Linked DNA regions of Zea mays: region 1 is linked to region 2. Evidence: chromatin contacts called from public Hi-C data. All regions are on one chromosome and are shown on one strand. The core of a region is the stretch at or near the end of the contact, and the rest is flanking DNA. Distances in the headings are between cores, read along the strand shown. Region 1 holds the start of LOC100273768. Region 2 holds the start of LOC542279 (oxygen-evolving enhancer protein 3-1, chloroplast).

Region 1 (4,235 bases), core at 943-3,442, 220 kb before region 2:
AATTATAATTTTTTAATTGATAGAATGAAATATTAAAATGTTTGCTTCATAGACTTCACTCACGAATTATTTGATGAAGTTGACGGTGAACAGCACCACCTTGGGGCATGTTTTAATCTTTGTTGGTGTTGTCATCATTCTGCTACCAAAACTAATTGCAACCATCAATATTCTCATTTACCATTATATCCATTGTTCTTGGAGATCTCATCCAAAGCAGAATTATAATTTTTTAATTGATAGAATGAAATATTAAAATGTTTGCTTCATAGACTTCACTCACGAATTATTTGATGAAGTTGACGGTGAACAGCACCACCTTGGGGCATGTTTTAATCTTTGTTGGTGTTGTTTTAATCTTTGAACCCAATATGATTCCAGACTCCAAAACAATGCAGCAAGCTATACTAGGGGCATGTTTGGATACAAGTTCTAATTGTTAGCTAGCTAAAAATTGGTCTTAGTGCATCCAAACAGGAGGGCTAATAGGTAGATTAATTTTTTAGCCAAGTCTTCAACTGGTTAGTCAACTCTAGCTAATTTGGTCTAATTTTTAGTCCCAGCTAGTAACTAGCTCTAGTGATCCAAACAGGCCCTAAATTGCATGACTAATGCATACAGGGACATTAAACTGAAAGAGCAGAGAGTAGTTTGACACTGATTTTGCAGTACGCAAAGATCGATTAACAGAGACGTTATATGCCAGTTGGGATAGAATGTTCAAATAGAAGATCGGACATGTTTGATTACATCACATACCTTTCCTTAACAGCCATTTCATCAGATTGTCCTGTGGCATAGGAACGAGGCTTCAGATTCAAACGTGGTCGCTCAGCTACCTTGCTCTCAGCATCTGCTCCTAAAACTCCTGTTTTAGCAGTCATTGCATTCTGATGCACATCATGATCAACCTCAGCCTTCATGAGGTTAGCAGTTACCTGGACCTGGTGCACCTATACAATCATCCACATTACCAATGAAAAAACAATTATATTTCCAAAGAAACACAAAAAATAAAAAATTTATGCAACAAGCATCTAACATTTGCATACAGGTATATCTAGCAGCCAAATACTGTATTGTTGGTTGTTGCTATTGATAATAGATGTAACAAAAACATTTGCAATCTGATCAATACAGGCATGGAAAGAACAAATTGTAACAACCTGCTTCTCTGCAACATATGTAGGAGATGGTTCAGGAGCCTCAATTGGCTTGGACCGAGGAAGTAGCTTCAACCTGGGTCTCTCTGGGGTATCCCCGTCTCTCCCTTCCCCACCAACTCTTCCTTCATGCGACGCGGGTCTCACGGGTGCCGCGCCCCTCTCCACCCCACTGTCCAGCTCTCTCACCCCAACAGACCTAGGCCTCTCAACCTCCGGCGGGGCCACGGTAATCAACACCGGAGCTGGCACTGTCACTGGCGCCGGCGGAGACGAGGGCTTCGACGTGTGCCATCTCCCAGAGATGACCTTCTCCACTGCGCTGGCCTGGGCGATGCGTGTCGCGGACCAGATCTGGCCGCCGGCGGAGGCGGGAGCAGGACCCACAGGGGAAGACGCCGGAGAGGCCTCCTTTCTCGGGCCCCACGCGTTCCCGGACCCGGATCTGGTGGGCGCAACCACGGGAGCGGGTGCGTACGATGTCGGGGACGGCGCCGGACGGCGTGGCGCGGCGGGCTCGAAAGGGGTACGCTCGTCCTCGTCGAAGTGACGGCCGATGCGGGACGGGTTGGTGAGGAAGGAAGGCATCGCGGCCGCCGCCGCAGCGGCGGTAGGCGAAGCGACAGGTACTCGTGGCCGTGCGACCGCGGCCGCGCCGGGGGACGCGGAGGCGACGGTGCGGTCCGCGGGGCGCGGGGTGCTGGGGCAAACGAGACGAATCTGGTCAGTTCACATAGGAAGGAGGATGGAATGGAGGAGCGGCGGCGGGTTAAGGGGCCTAGGGTTTGGTGGGAAACTTACACGCCGGGGGCGGAGGGGAGCGGGAGCTCGGAGGGGATGGAGCCACCGTGGAAGTCCTTGAGCGTCATCGTCGTGACCGCCTTCTTCTTCGACATGGCCGCGGCCGGCGGGGTGGCCGAGGAGCTGGCCGGCGCCGGAAGATGCGCGTCAGCTGCTGCTGCTGCTGCTGCTTCGGCGCGCCTGATCGATGTGTGTCGCCCGCGTCCTGCTTCTGAAGGACCCGAGGAAGAGGGGAAGGGTTTGTGTGCCTGGTGCGTCCGTGCGACCCTGCGATTGGCATGAGTCGGATATGGGCCGTAATAAATTACCCACAATCTAAACTTGATTTGACCCAACAATTGAATAGGTCTATAATGTGTTTGGATAGAGGGACGAGAAAGGATGAAGAGGGATGTGATGAATCATTTTAACTTGACCTGTGTTTGGTTTGGAGATCTAGAGTCAGGGTCAAAGAATATTCTTAAAAAATGGTGGATGAGGTCATCCCTCAAAAAATAAGGGACGGAGTCAGCCCAGAGTTGATCTCGTCCCATCTCTCGTTGACACCAAACCAAACACTACCTAAGTAAAGATGTCGTTTACATTTTATCAAATACTAGGATTAGTATGCGCAAATATCATATGTACCAGGGATCTCTATGTAGTCTGCATTTATTGTGGCTATAACAAATTAGTTGCAGTGTTTCTTGCGAACATTTTTCCTATTATAAGTTTTTACAAAAAAAAGTAGGATCAGTTTTCCCGACCTTGAAAGCATTAGAAATAAGTAATTCTCTAATGCATTTATACACATGATCGGGGTACATGTCATCCTCGAAATCAGGGGTTGCTCTACATATACCTCCTCCCTGATTGGTTCGTTGAGGAAAGCGCTGTTCAGATCCATTTGGTAGAGTTTAAAGGATTGGTGAGCAGCATAGGCTAATAATATGCGAATAGATTACAGCCTAACTATAGGAGCAAAAGTCTCAAAATCCAAAACTTCGCCTTGGGCATAACCTTTTACCACAAGCCTTGTCTTGTTTCTTGTCACCACCTCGTACTCATCTTGTTTGTTGCGGAACACCCACTTGGTTCCCACAACATTTTGCTTTGGATGTGACTTCGGACTTCGTTTCTCTTTAAGTTGTTGAGCTATTACTGCATGGTCATCACCCAATCCAGATCCTACAGTGTTTCTTCACTCGTCAACTTGGCCGCCTTCTTCAGAACTTGGATCACAAACTCAACAATTTTGGACTGAAATTTATCTCACAGGTTTACACCCAACTGACAAGTCACATATTTGTCAAGTCCCATTTGTTGGAATGGACTCCATTTCATTGTCGGTAGGCTCCTTCCAGCGCTCTGCGTATGGTGATGCATATGCCTCTGGAAAGGTTATTGGTGTATCATCCACAAGATAAACAATAAAGTCAACACTAAAGAATATTTCAGTCCTTTGTCTCTTGCTCCTACGAGGAGCTACCATACTGTTATCCTCAATGTGTTGTTCAGAATAAGCAGGAGGTAAAAAAATTGGATTAGGTTCAGGAGTACAACTAGTAGATGCCTCACTACGTGTTGTAACTTTATCCTTCATAGGGAATATATCTTTGAAAAAGGAGGCATCACGAGATTCAGTAACAGTGTTAACATGCACATCTGGAAAAAATAGATGTAATCACCAAAAATCTATAGGTTGCACTATTATGTGCATATCCTAAAAAGACACGATCAACGTTTTTTGTCCCAATTTTCGTTTTTTGCATGCAGGCACATTAACTTTGGCAAAACAGCCTCATGCACGCAGAAATCCAAGAGCAGCCTTTCTACCTTTCCATCTTTCATAGGGTGTTTTATCACCCTTAGCTGATGGAACTCGGTTTAGAACAAAGCATGCGGTCAGAACTATCCAACATGGCATTAACCAAGTCTGTCAAAGTTCGTTTTTTTGTTCAGCCACCCCATTTGATTGAGGCGAGTAAGGAGTTGTTGTCTCAATGATGATTCCATGTTCCGCACAGTATTCTACGATTTCATTAGAAAGATACTCCTCTCCTCTACTAGATCTAACTCGTTTAGTTTCCCTTTCTAGTCTACCTTATAGATCTTAAAACAATTAAAAGTCTCATCTTTCGTCTTAACAAGATAGACCTGGCAATATCTACTAGCATCATGAATAAATGTGATAAAATATTTTTTAGCTACTCTCGTCAAAATTCCATTCATTTCACACAAATCTGAGTGAATGAGATCTAAAGTGGCTAGACTCTTATCTTCCACGCTCTT
Region 2 (4,656 bases), core at 465-2,964:
AAAGGAAAAGGTATCAGCTGCTGCTGCTAAACTCTGAGCTTGGCAATCATTGGATGTCCCTGGGCAAATAATGGGAGGCTTGCTGCTTGATACAAACTGGGGAAGGTTTCTAGTGCAATAACTATACCCCTTTTCAGGGAGCAGGCGGTTTATCTTAAGCCAGCGTATTGTAAACACTTGTCACGAGGTCGAAATTTTGTACAATTTGAAAATTCAAGAGCCTGAATTGTGGGGCAGTTTGTATTGTAGAATCTATCAGAGACTCAGAGCTAAATTGGCTAGAGGTATGACTCCTAGCTCATTTCAGTTTCATCCCTATGTTGCTTAAAGATTAGCAAAAATGCCAAAATGAATTCATCGGTAGCTTACTATGTGACACGCTTGCTGTTATCTGCGACTCATCTCATGACCAATTTAAAATGCCGAACTTTCAATTTTGCACCTTTTTAATGTAGTGGATCACGAATTAAGTCTGTTAGTACCTTTTTCTGATGTTTGCATAAGCTCGCAACGGTACTTGTCAAGGACTCAAGATAGCATTGTAGTTAAGTGCTTCCTGATACAATATCAACAGAAAATGGTACATTGCCTTGCCGGGTCCATATGAACAAACACAAGTCCGAAATTACATGGCCATTATTAGCCCTTGCGTCTAGCCTAGCTTGGCGAGAACATCGCCAAGAGCATCTTTGGTTGCTGCGAAGTATTTCTCGGCCTCTGGGGTGCTCTTGATCTTCGCGGCATGGTCAAGCTGCCAAAACGAGAGACACACAGTTCTTGTCAGAAACTGGAGGAGAAAGAAAATTGCACTGTTCCCAGATCTCAATGGGGTTGGTTAACTTACATCGTCGATGGTGCTGAAGAGCTTGCCGGTGAGCTCCTTGAGGCTCTTCTTCTCCTCCTTGGGCTTGGAAGCGATGACGGTCTTGAGGTCGTAGCGCAGGTAGGAGGCCCGGAGGCGGAGGTCGTTCTGGACGTACGGCCACGCCTTCTTGTCGATGAGCGGCTTGAGGTTGATGATGTCCTGCGCCGACGTCTTCACCCTCGCCGCCGCCTCCGCCGGCGGCAGCGGCTGCAGGTAGAACCGCTCCTTCAAGGGGAGGTCGAAGTCCCTCGCCTGGTCAGAGTTGAGAGTCCCGGCTGTGCCATAGCAAATGTCAGATGTTTTTTTTTTGTGCAAAGCTGCAAACATATGAGGTTTTCGATCTGAGCTCGTATATCTGTACCTATCCTTTGCCGATGTTTTTAATCTAAACTAAACCCTTACAAATCAGCTCCAAACGATTCTGAACTCGTGATCAAGATTCAAGAGACGTATATATGAGGCGCGCGCGGGCGGGCAGGCACTCACGGAGTCCACCGGAGGGCGGCGGCGGGGCTCCAATCTTGATGGTCTTGACGGTCTCGGCGCGCGCCGCCTGCGACAAGGCGCCGCCGACGATGCCAGTGGCCACCAGCCCGATCACGGCGCGGCGGCCCGCCTGCGCAACGGCGTCGCCCTCCGCGGACGCCCTGACGATGACGACGGCCGTCCTGGTTCTGCTGTCGGCGCGCCTGCTGGGCAGGACGCCCTGCGAGAGGCCGGTCATCGACGCCATGGCTTGTGCCATCTCAGCTCCGAGGTTCTTCTCTTTCTGCGCGCTTCGTCGCTCGTCGGTCCGGTCGAGCAGTCTCTTGCCCGAGTGGCAGCGTGGCAAACATATACGTCGCTCGCAGTTGGAGGCGCCACCTTATCTGACTGGATAAGTTGATGGCCAGTGTGTGAGCGCCATGTGGCCGCGTGAACCACTTGCGGCCTCCGTTCAGGATTGCGTCACTGCCAATGGAGAGCTGACACGTGTCAAGTACTGTTCGTGACCACTCTCGGCATGCCCTTGGGTTGGTCGGTAGCAGCTGTCAAATAACACACAGAATGCTTCCCAGATTTAATTTGGACCGAATTTTTGCCACCTAGTACTAGTTTGGTAACCTTAGGGCTAGTTTAGAAACCCATTTTTCCAATATATTTTTATTTTTTTTCAAAATAAATTAGTTTATTTTCTCTTGGGAAATAGGAATACTTTGGAAAAATATGGTTCTCAAATTAGCCCTTAAAGGATTTTCATTTTTCAAAGAAAATTAATTCATTTTTCCTTAAGAAAATAGGAATCACTCGGTAAAATAGGGTTCCCAAACTAATCCTCGTAACTCTATTTTCCCAAAGGATTTTGGCAACTCTATTTTTACACGGGATTCTCATTTTCTAAAGAAAAATGAACTAATATCCCTTACAAAAATAGAAATCTCTTGAAAAAATGAGATTATCAAACTAGCCCTAAATACCTTTTTCAAATAATATTATTTTAACAACTAATTGCAGATCTAAGTGTAAAAATTTGTAAATCAATATCCTAGCGCCTATGAAAGGGCACCTAGTATCGGCTAATGAATCATCAAGATCCTAAGTGGGCAAGCAAAAAAATAAAAATAAAATACATAGTTCAATCTTCTCTTTTGTGAAAGTTCATATCATCTCTTTAGATATTTGGAAAGTGCCTCTTTTGAGTTGTGTCTTCGCACATCACCTACTTGTATCTGTCAAAGCTTCTCCTTTTAAGTGGTGATGCAGTAACCTAAAGACATAGTATCACTATTACAAAAAGTTATCATCGTTGAACTCGTTCCGCTGGCTTTTTGCGAGCACTTTAGCAAATGAAAAAAAAAATGTAGATCTGTCTCACGCTAGCAGCCCAAACAGTGGTAGGCGCCCAAACGGCTTTTTGCCAGTCGAACGAGTCTGTCTTTTAAGCCACCTTCACTGCTATATATCATCGTCGCTGGTGATTGCCTCAATTATCACCATTAATTTAAAACCAATTATGGTAAATTTCATCATTATAGGATCAATGTTCAATCTGTTGGTGATGTTATGTTCGTCATCGCCAGTTCAGAATTTGGTACTACTGAAACCGATTATATATCATCGTCTTCGTGATGAAGGTCCCCGAGCTAGGGCTCACAAAACGTGACGTACCTACAACCACAACTACTACTTATATGATATTGGTTATCAATGAACCCTCTAGGGTGTGGCCTTGCCCCCAATAGGGGTGGAATGATCACAATAAGGGCAACACCTTTCGAGTGAATGATTGGGAAGGGTGTCAGTTTTGGTGTTGGAGAAAGGTGGCAGATGAAGACGCGGACCACGAGAGACAGAGGATGTTGGTGGCGTGGCCATGTTTGTAGCCTCGAGGCATCATGGTGGGACACATAGTTACCGTCGATGATGCTCAGACGGGCTTCACAAATATTTTCGTACGATGTGTGTGAGAAGGTGGCCAATGATTCTTTTAGATGATGGAAGACCTTAGGGTTCAGTTTGGATGGACGACCTTACATGAATATTTTCGTACGATGTGTGGGAGAAGGTGGCCAATGATTCTTTTAGATGATGGAAGACCTTAGGGTTGAGATTGGATGAACGACCTTACATTGAGTCCAAATGGTGGTAAATGTTTTTATCTATGGCGACACAGTCCGATTATGTTATTTGCTATAAAATTTTGAATTTCATCTAAGAATGTTACTCCCTCCAGGTCTAAAATTCTTGATGTTTTAGACAGGATCTCACATACCATGAAGCCATTAACTAGAGTGCATTTGAGGCCCTTTTTCGCGATGGGATTTTTTTGTTGCATCCGCCATTTTTTCCGTTCGCACCAATGTTACCGCTATATGAAGAAAAATACTCTAGAAAGATAAGGATGTCTCCCTTTGCGAATCACTTGCGAGACAACATTGGTGGCTGATGCTATGGCCAAGCTAGCTGCATGGAATATCTAGAAAAGGATTAGTAGCGGCACAATGGAATCAGATAGTTAGAGTAGTACTGATCTTAGTATACATAGAGTATTATGAATTAGAACTAGAATATTCATTGACCTTTGCTAGTACTTATAGAAAAGGTTTAGAAAAAAATGATCTTCAGCGTCTCCTTACTAAACTCTCGCATTTTTGGGACCTCTAGAGGTTGATCGATTATCTTCATAGGCTACTCAACCTCTCTCGCGGCTTCCTTCACAATTCTAGTATGTTTAATATGCATGCATACAGACAAAATAAGGAGCCACATGCAGATCAGGGGAGTTAAATGTGCAACATTGGAACCATGGAGGCTAAGCGTACACGCAGAGGCACAAACGACTAAACTTGCATGAAAGCTAAAACACTAATTTTTTTATCTATCCTTTTATAGCCTTAAATGTCAAGAATTTTAGACTTAGAGGGAGTACCTTTTAAACCATGAATTTAGATAAAAGAATACGAGTAGTCGAGTACGGATAGAAAAAGAGTCAACCCTGAATACGAGTACCCCTTTGGTGGAGCCGTTGGATGATTTGTTGGTCCGCTTCGTTTGATGCCCGGAACGTTCGATCGGAATATACCGTGGGCCAGGAGAGTGCCCCAACTGGCCAACTGCTTGACGAACAATCCTCTCCGTTCTCGCAGTGGCGGGTTTCGGCGACAGCGCCGCCTCCGATGCTCGGCTCGAGCGCCGCGTACAGTGGAGGGAGCGGAGCTCGAAGGGCGAAGGCGCAGGGGGGCTCGCGAGTCGCTATCCAGCCCACGCCGTCACGCACTCACGCAGGTTAGTCGGCCGCTCTGTGCCTGTTC

The links. A called contact is a pair of places that touch in the nucleus more often than the background predicts.
Region 1: a Hi-C map of leaf shows a contact between it and region 2, with 6 times the contacts expected there. The contact joins the promoter of LOC100273768 here to the promoter of LOC542279 in region 2. A contact is called at or near these places in 3 of 25 Hi-C or Micro-C datasets (ear, endosperm and leaf).

The regions. Positions count from the first base shown.
Region 1 is chr7:164,593,550-164,597,784 of Zm-B73-REFERENCE-NAM-5.0, reverse strand. LOC100273768 reads right to left here and starts at 2,192. Exons shown (of 6, transcript NM_001351637.1): 1 at 1,965-2,192; 2 at 1,167-1,863; 3 at 760-953. The coding sequence starts at 2,059.
Region 2 is chr7:164,377,603-164,382,258 of Zm-B73-REFERENCE-NAM-5.0, reverse strand. LOC542279 (oxygen-evolving enhancer protein 3-1, chloroplast) reads right to left here and starts at 1,714. Exons shown (of 3, transcript NM_001324194.1): 1 at 1,352-1,714; 2 at 845-1,140; 3 at 560-751. The coding sequence starts at 1,610. The coding sequence ends at 653. LOC100283328 (60S ribosomal protein L24) reads left to right here. Exons shown (of 2, transcript NM_001156229.2): 2 at 1-298. The coding sequence ends at 37. It overlaps LOC101202719 (a long non-coding RNA gene), which reads left to right and starts at 4,437. Exons shown (of 3, transcript NR_172518.2): 1 at 4,437-4,630.